2 separate regions of the Mus musculus genome follow, and region 1 is linked to region 2. The links are chromatin contacts, called in public Micro-C maps. All regions are on one chromosome and are shown on one strand. The core of a region is the stretch at or near the end of the contact, and the rest is flanking DNA. Distances in the headings are between cores, read along the strand shown.

What was found. A called contact is a pair of places that touch in the nucleus more often than the background predicts.
Region 1: a contact with region 2 is called in a Micro-C map of the G1E-ER4 cell line, with 4 times the contacts expected there. The contact joins two enhancer-like sites. A contact is called at or near these places in 2 of 484 Hi-C or Micro-C datasets (the G1E-ER4 cell line and the HL-1 cell line).

Annotation. Positions count from the first base shown.
Region 1 is chr7:111,177,049-111,181,425 of GRCm38.p6, reverse strand. No RefSeq gene overlaps it. Among named protein-coding and RNA genes, the nearest start is that of Gm33098, 31 kb to the left of the region's middle. Within about 2 kb of position 1,640, at least 101 of the 459 cell types and tissues checked have an H3K27ac peak or open chromatin away from gene starts, as enhancers often do. A contact at or near this core is called in the G1E-ER4 cell line, where this site is marked.
Region 2 is chr7:110,816,406-110,821,285 of GRCm38.p6, reverse strand. Rnf141 (ring finger protein 141) reads left to right here. Exons shown (of 6, transcript NM_025999.3): 5 at 1-32; 6 at 4,436-4,751. The coding sequence ends at 4,586. Among named protein-coding and RNA genes, the nearest start is that of Rnf141, 26 kb to the left of the region's middle. Within about 2 kb of position 2,780, at least 41 of the 459 cell types and tissues checked have an H3K27ac peak or open chromatin away from gene starts, as enhancers often do. A contact at or near this core is called in the G1E-ER4 cell line, where this site is marked.

The DNA.
Region 1 (4,377 bases), core at 391-2,890, 360 kb before region 2:
AACAGGGAAGAAAAAGCCAGACCCACATGAGGGTTCTCCCAGAGTCACCCTCCGGAGAGTCGGGCGGCACTTGGTGCAGAAGCCTTTTCGATGACCCTGTGTTGGCCACACTGTGAATTAAAATCGCTCCCTCCCCCTGCTCTCCAGTCCATGTCTTTTTGTATAAGGAGTAGGCACAGGGAGAAATAAGGCTCGTGAGCCACCAACTGTGACGGCTTTCCAGGTTTTCTCAGTGTAAGAATAGTGCAATGGTCAGCTACAGTAGGGACAGACCTGTGCCATCAGGGAAGGTGTCCCAGAGGGAGTGTCCTTTGGCCAAGGTGATATAGAAGGGTCAAATTAAAGGCTGCACACTGATAAAGCTGTTTATTGCCATCCATCCAGCTGACCACCAGAAGGCCTAAACTAGGACAAGTCTATGGATCAAGTGGGAACAACTTCATCAGAAATCTCTGAGGAGTTAAACAAAGCACACACACACACACACACACACACACACACACACACACACCGTCTCCTCCTTATCTATCACTTGGGCTTTGTGCAGAGGCCCAAGCAGGTCTAAGGAAACCCCAGAAGCTGAGTGTTTAGTGAGCTTTGCCCACAGTCCCAAGCTTACACAAAACCAGCCTCTGCCACAATCACCCCAACAGTCTCCCCTAAACTCCTCCTTGCCGTTTCCACCTCCTCAGCCCAGAAGGTTCAGCTCCTGCTCTGCAAACACCTCCTCCTCCTTCACAACCCAGTTGCTCAGACGTTGCAAGGAAAACCCTTTCAGGATGGTCCCTCCATACCAGTGAGCAATTAGCTTTCTACAAACCACTTCATTAACCCTCTAAATAAGACCTACCGAAGGGTTTTCCTACTAAACTTGATGTTACAGACAAGCAAACCAAGACACGGGCAGTGAAGAAGACACAGCTAAGCCCTATGCTGCTGGGAAGTCTTTCTATCAGCAGGTCTGCTCAGAGCAGGAGACAGACACAGTGCTAATGCCGGGGCCCTGGAGGGCTAGCTCAGGGTACAAAATATTGTAGCCTCTCAGTAAGCATATGAATAAAGAAGGCAAGCAAATATGCCTCTTTCCATCTGTTCTCAGCTAGAACCCAGCCACAAGCACCCTCTCCTCTGGCTCTGCTCTCGATTCCCCCCACCCCACCCCCAACCCCCGTGTCTCCTGCCTCTCCTTCACCAAGGCCTATATCCCCTTCCTCAAATCCAGCCACCTAGTGGTCAAGCCCTGAAGCCCCTACCCTGATGCTCACCATGCAACAGAGAACACCCTCCCCACCCCACTCCTGGCCCCTCCATGTGGTATTAGCTGAAGGAGTTGCCAGGCCTCTGGAGCCATCTCTTTTCTGGGACTGGGCCAAGCCTCTCCTCACATCTCTGCCTGCTCCCTCAGTGCCTCTGGTCCTGCTCTTGATTCTTCTCTTCACTCCCTTCCCATTCTTCTTCCTACTTGTCCCCTCCTCCCCAGCCCTCTGCCCAGGTCCCCTCTCCCTTTCTCTCTCACCTCCTCCCTCCATTCTACCCCTGGCCTCTCTAGTTTTTCCCCTCTCTGCCTTCCCAGACCTCCCACTCTCTCTTCCGTGCAGCCAGCCTTGGCCTCTCTCCAAAGGAGGTCAGCTGACTGCCCTGCTCTTGGGAGCTTGCGTCAGACCCAGCAGACCTTGGGGCCCTTTCCTTGGACCTCTAGAGGCCTCATTACAGCCTCCAGGCCTCCTACTACCAGCATCAGAGCCCTCCCCTCCCTAGGGGACATGTCCCCAAGCTCTCTGGGCCCCTCGCCTCCATCTTGACGCTATCAGGAATGAACACAACACAGGATGCTCTCTGTGAGCCCTGGGGGTGGGTTCCAGAAGAGGCCCAGCACCCGTACCTTATCAGAGTTTACTCCCATTTTTATTTCCCTTGAATCTTAAATGCGATTACTCTGTGTGCCAGACATGTAATCTCTGTCTTCCAGGAGCTGGTGGGAAAGAAACACTAAGCTGTAAAGTGGTAGATAAAATAGAGGGATTCACAGAAATGGGTCATTTGTCTGGCATGGTAACATGTGCCTTTAATTCCAACACTAGGGAGAGAGAGACAGGAGGATTTCTCTGAGTTCTAGTCCCACCACAACTACATAGTAAAACCAGGTTTGGTTTGGGGGGGCCAAGGATGGGGATCAACACTGGAGAGATGGCTAAGCAGTCTAGAGCAATTGCTGCTCTTTTGGAGGACCCAGGTTCAGTTCTCAGTGCCCACATCTGGCACCCTCTTCTGGCTTTGTCAAGTACCAGGCATATACACATGCAAACAAGCAGGGAAAAATACTCCGTTGTACAAAATGTAAATACACAAATAAATATAAATACTCAAATAAATAAATACACAAATAAATGGTTTTCTTTTTAAAAAAAAAAACTACATTTCTGAGTAAGTAGTTCAGTTAATATTTAACTCAGAATTTTCCCCAGCATCCCAGCATGACAGATGATGGGCTTATATATACTGTCAGCCCACTATTTCATTCTAATATTCAATCAACCTTTAAAAGGGCTCATGTAGCCCAAACTAGCCTGAAACTCACTATGTAGCCCAGGCTGGCCTAGAATTTCTGATTGGCCTTCCTGTGTCTCTCGAGTGCTGAGATTCCAGTCATGAGCCACCACACCTAGGTTATGTGGCACAAGAGACTCAGTCCCAGGACTCTGTGTACACTGCACAAGCACTCTACAGGCTGAACTACATCCCTAGCCTGAATTTCCAGTTTCGTGATAAGACATCACTTTTGCTTTCTTTCCATGAATAACAGAGGCTAGATCTGGAACCTGGCTTTTTTCCCTGGTACTAGGTTATTGAACCCAGGGTCTTGTGTGTGTGCACTAGGCAAGTACTCTACCAGCTAAGCTAACCTCTGCAGAGCTAGCCTACAGAACTGCTCAATTGCTACCAGCTAAGCTAGCCACTACAGAGCTAGCCTACAGAGCTGCTCAATTGCTACCAGCTAAGCTAGCCACTACAGAGCTAGCCTATAGAGCTGCTCAGTTGCTGACTCTTTCCAGTTCTACCAGTCACTACAGTACCACTTACCTGGGCAGTGTCAGAGGCAGCTCTGTTAGTAAGCAAGCAAATGTTAGATTAGCTGATGGCTTGCAGCTGCTCTATCAAAACCGCTGTGTTTTCCTCAGTGAAATTTCTGTCTGAATGACTCCATTTATGTAGCAGAAACAAGCTAATATCCTATAGATGCTGTTCATTTCCTTCTTTACTGAGAGGATACAGCCAGGGACTTGCTTTCATGGAGTGTCGTGTGTCCTTACCAGGTGTCCCCACACCCAAGTCTCCCTCCCAAATGTTCTTGTTCCCCAGGTACTTGTGTTCTGAGAACATTTGAGGTATACTCCTGCCTCAAAGGACTCTCCTCTTCCCCTGGGTGTGATCTCCGGATATTTTTTAGCCCACATTCTTAGGAAGCCAAATAAAGTTCCCTCTTGTCAATAAAGCTTTCTCAGAATCCTTCGGGATTTTTTTGCCTCTAAGCTCAGTACCTGTAATGGTACAATCAGAAGAACTACAAAGCACTGTTACTTCTAAACATGCAATAAGAAAGCTGGCGTGGTGGCTCATACCTGTAACAGGCTATGAAGGGAGGTACCTGAGTTTGAGGCTAGCCTGGGCTACATAGAGAGTTACAAGTCAGCCTGTACTAAATGGCAAATGGGGAAAAAAAAAGCATGACTTAGATGTCAGACTGAACCAATTCATATCTCAGCATCTACTTATTAAAATAAAATTAATAAAACTTGGGAAAGTCCCTGAACCTCAATCTTCTCATCTAGGGACAGAGATAGGCCTATGGGGTGTCTGAGGAAGTGGCCTGAGCACAATGTGAAGTGCTTTGCAAGTCCTGCATACTAGATAGGCAGTTGGTGTTCTTTTTATCATTACTGATAGTGTTGAAAATGGGAGCTAGACGTTCACTAGCAAGTTCTGAAGTTCATTGATTTAATAAAGTAATTTCCTACCAGAGGAAACTAGCTGTCAAAGATTTTCACATTAAAAACTAGTGGCAACTCTGAAACTCCAGTGACAGCCCACTCCCTAGGTTTTGGCCATCTAGTGCCAATTGTCTGGGACTCCTTGTTCAGAGGCCCCAGAGGAATGCTCACTTGATCTGTACTCAGCTTCTAGAATCTGGAATGATTCTAACAGCGAACTCTGACCCCTGGAATGTGGGAGCTGGAACTGATGCTATGGATAGCCTCTTCTATATGTAAGGAAGCAACATCCCTGACTCATCCACCAGGCAGGGAAGTCACCTGACAGGCAAACAGCAGCACTGACTGTGACCCCATAGATCCTGAGCTCAGAGCTCAGCACCGCCAC
Region 2 (4,880 bases), core at 1,531-4,030:
CACAGCTTCTGTCAGAAGTGCATTGATAAATGGTAAGTTATCCGCTGCCCTTGGAGATAGCACAGGTCAGCTGGGACTGTAACTAAACAACTGGAAACACAACCATGAGAGCTTTGCTCTCTAGTCCTCTGAGTAGTCCTCTGCTGTGCTGCCCCCTAGCTCAGTGAAGTGTGGGGATGCAGCAGGGCTTTGACACATGGACTTTAAGAGTCTTGATGCCTGATTTGGATCTAGAATCGGGTTTGTTTGGGGTTTTTTTTTGTTTTTTGTTTTTTATGCCCCTTGCCCCCATAATTCTCTATATGTGTGTGAAGGAACCAAATTCTCAACTGTGGAATCTGGAGGGATATTAGGTCAGCTATTTAAAGTCTTACAAGATAATAGACTATCTAGGAGACTTTATAGTGACATTCAGTAAGCTACATGTATCTAAATATAAATGCTTTAATTTATGTGCACACTCATGAAAGCTGTCACAACATGAAGAGCAAACCCATCAGTCCCAGAATCACCTGAAGCCTGGTTCTTAGGCAGCAATTAATTGCTTTCATTTGCCAACAATACTTTGGATTTGCTAGACTTTAAAGCAGCACCACACAGAGTGTTCTCTCTGTTGTCTAGCATCTTTCAATCAGTGCGATCAGCTGGAGATTTAACCATGTCTTAAGTGCAGATAATTGCCAGATAAAGGCTTCTCTGTTTGTGGACAAGTAGTTTTATGGACATCTATTTTGACTTTTTCTTGGGTGGCTACCTCTGATGACCAGGTCATATAGCAGGTGTTTCTCAAAAAATGCCAGCTCACTTCCAAAAGAAGTCATACTTTTTTAAAAGGTTGTTTGTTTGATTATTTGTTTGTTTATTTGTTTGTTTGTTTGTTGAGACAAGATCTAGCAGTGTAGAGACCATGAAGGTCTCAACTGGATCTTGTGACAATCCTCCTGCCTCAGCCTCTCAAATTTGGGATTATAGATGTGTGCCACCATGCTTGGCTCCTTCTCATCTTTTTTTTTTTGTGCCCTCTCCAATACCACATAGGAGTCCACTGCCTTTGCCTATGCTAGCCAGCCTTGTACTCAGGCATGGGCAGTGTCTCTGTGGCTCTCCCTTACATCCACTACTGGCTGCCAAGTTGTCATCTGTGCATCTTAAATGATAGTCTAGTCAAGTCTCTGCCCATTTTATTATTTCACTGTACACTTGTTCTCTCCTTCTATGGCCTGTCTTCTTTCTCTGGAGAATGTCTCTGAAGGAGAGGTTTTTGTTTCAGTGAGGCTAAAGTTCAGTTTCTGGCAGTGACCCTTTCTGTACAATCTTTTCCTGCTCCAAGAGCACAGGAGTTATATCTTCTACAAGTTTAGAGTTTCGCATTTAAGCCTCTACTCCAGTTCTATATATAACTTGCTGAAATATCACCTTTACTAACCTTTGAACCTTTTTTGAAATCACTTGTTCAAGTACACGTCAGTTCTTGACTCTTCCGTCCACTGACCTAAGTCTGTTTCACTCTAGTCTCACCCTGTCCTGGTTCCTGCTGCCCTACAAGTCTCCCTGTCTAGAGTCATGTGCACTGATCCATATGTTTTAATAGGGAGTTTAGAATCAGTGTTATCAGGCTTCACAAAGGAGCCTGCAGAGACATTGATTGGTTCCGTATTGACTACATCGGTTTGGGACAGTTGGTTTCTTAATGTTAAGCCTCTGATTTCTACAGGCAGTTTTCTGGTTTTCAGTGTTGCAGATCTCGGGCGAAGGTGGTTTTGAATATTTCACAGTTTTGTGCTGTTCTAAATAGTTTTTGTTTGTTGCTAGTACATAAGAAGACAAATAGTTTTATATCCACCTTTATCCTGAAGTCTTATGAAATCCACTTACTTTTTGGTAGCCTTCTGAAGATTCTATTGAACATCTTGAAGATTCTATTAAACATCTGAACATTATTTTCCAAAAATACTTTTTCTATTACAAAATTCTAGGCCAAAAGCTTTTCCCTCCAGGCTTCAGTGTTGAGCCCCACTTCGTCTTGTTTTGTAGGAGCCGCTGTCTCCGTATCCTTCTCCTCTGGGGCAGTGTGCTATCTTGTCTCTCGGGGTTGTTGTAAGGTCTTTATCTTTCTGCTGCTTTTAGGCAGTGTGAGTAACAGATGCCTTGTCACAGTCCACCCAGGTTTCTTGTGCTTGGAGTTTGTTGATATAGTAGGGCGATGGTACTGTTGATATTGGAAAAATTTCAGCCATTGTTTTCTCCAATCTTGTCTGTCTGCTTTTTTCCTTTGGCTTCTATTACCACGCATTGACCCTGAACTTGTCCTCTGTCTCAGCCGTTGCTCTGTGGTTGCACTCTCCAGTGTCTTGGTGTGTTTACCTCATGTGTTAGCCTCCGTTCCTGTGTTCGGTGGATAGTACAGTGACTGCGCTTACTTCATTTGTCTGCTAGTTCTACTGTCTTGTCAGTTCTGCATTGCTCTTATTGCTTTCCTCTTCATCTTGTCTTACAGCGTTTTTCTGCTGCTCATCTGCCTTCCAGATAGGAATTTTACCTATCTAGGTAGTAAATATTTTTTTAATACTGTAAATAATCAAGCTTTGTTTTAAAATACGGTTTTCTTACTTAGAAGGACTGTTTGGGGGTCCTTTTACAGTTTGTTAGGAGACCCAGAGCAAAGTTTAGTTTCCTGTTACTCATTTCCCACTGATGAGACAAACTCCTTCAAGGTGCTGTACTTCGTGCCTCTAGAGTTGGAAGCACACTGATGCCCTCTGTGGCCTTTGTATGCATCTCTCGGAGCTTCAGCCTCCTGGCATCTGCCCACACTGGCTGGCTCTAGTGCTCAGTGAAGGGCCTGCTGTCTCTTGGCGCTTCTCTCTGTTGCTCTGTGCTGTGCAGAGTTCTGCCCTCTGAACTCTAGCCACCTTGGCCTCAGCAGTTTCTTCAACAGCCAGCCAGGCCTCCGAGGTCCCCTACTTCTTTTTCCGAGTCCTGGAAACTCACAGCTGACTTGCACCCACGGGCTCACTTTGCTTCTCACCCCTGGGAGTCACACCATGTCTGATGTCCAGTGCTTTATATCAGCCCCACCTAACACCACTCTTCTGGACATTGTGTCCTGTGTTAGTTGTTTTTAGTGGGAAGATAAACCTGGTTCCTGTTGGTCAGAAGCAGAATTTGACTGCTTTCAAATTGTGATGTTTTATGTACAGAAAAGCCCATCTTGGAAACCATCCCTGGGGAACCCCAAATCAACCAAATAATGTCTGCCAACTCTAAATTTCACATCTAGTTTTTGGAATAAGTTTCTTGTTTTTGTACAAAAGCCAAAGCACAGTTGATACGCTGGTTGTTTAGCCCTAGATTTCAGTGAGCGACGAGAAAACAGCATTGCCTTTTCCTTTTGTAGTGTGTTTCTAGCTCAAACGTGGTGTTTAAGCTTCCGAAATAGTATTGATGAGAGAAATCCCCTTGCAAAATCTCTTAAGAAATCATGTGTGTGTCTGTGTCAGAAGTTACTCTGCATTTGTGTCACTTCCAGTCTTAAACTCAGATGTTCCATCCCTATACAGTTTCCTTAAATCTTCTTGGTTTTGAACCAAAGGACATTTTATCAGACTTTTGATTTTAATAACGTGTCAAAATTCTTTTCTCTTGTTGAATGTGGTGGCACACACCTTTAATTCCAGCACTTGAAGAGGCAGAGTCAGACAGAGCTCTGTGAGTTCAAAGCCAGCCTGGTCTATATAGCAAGTTCTATGGGCTGCTTAGAGACCCTACCTTTAAAAAATGACCTTAATTACTCAGAATAATAATTAGTAATACCTTTCTGCTAAATGTGCAGTGGTTTCCACTTAAATTAAAAATAAATGTTTAAACGTTGCACATTTTACCCTAACTCTCCCACTGGTGAGAGGGAGCTTCCCTTAGGACACATAAGGAATTCTTATTGAGGAAAACTTATTTGGGTGCAGAAGTAAGAACTGAAGATTTTAGCTGGTGGTAGCAAACAAGGTGAAGGAACTAGGTATCTTTCTACCAGAGATGAGTTAGATACTCTGCAGCAGGTGTATGGGAGCATGCCACAGTCCCAGCCCTGAGCAGGCTGGAGCAGGAGGATGGCAAGCCACCGAGAAGAGAAAAGAAAGACTACGCTTACATACACTGGTACACAGTGGTTTCTAAGACGTGGGTACAAGGTCAGCGAGAACGTACTCACTTGCTCGTTTCCCACACATTGACAACTTCAGTCATTCCTGGTGAAATACGTAGGCAACCAGTTGATCCTGGAAGAGAGAATTAAAGGTTGGAGTGAAGAGAAAGATTAATTTTTCATTGCACATTTCTATGTTGTTTGCATTTTTAAAGCCATGTACTTTTCAAAAAACCTGATTTTTTAGAAAAAGAAAAAAAGGAAAAACTTGTTTTGCTTGGACTTCCCTGACAGGAGTGATCGACACAGGAACTGCCCCATTTGTCGCCTACAGATGACTGGAGCAAATGAATCATGGGTGGTGTCAGATGCACCCACTGAAGATGACATGGCTAACTATATTCTTAACATGGCTGATGAGGCAGGCCAGCCCCACAGGCCATGACTTGGGGAAGACTTTCTGTTGTTATTCTGAACTACAAATACACTGTTGTCGTAGAGGAGAAGGGGGGGATATTGTGGCACACACAGAAATATCAGTTTTCCCACCCTCTTATTTTTGCTATTCTGGTATGTCCCGTTCTTAAATAAACTCCCATGTCTTCCATGTATGGTGGGCTACAGTTTGCTACTGTTTAGCCATATTTCCCACAGTCCACCTATTCTATGTTGCTCTTGAGCCCTTTGCTACAGATAGCAGCAATACTTGACACTACTGCTTTTCAGGGAGGGAGGGACT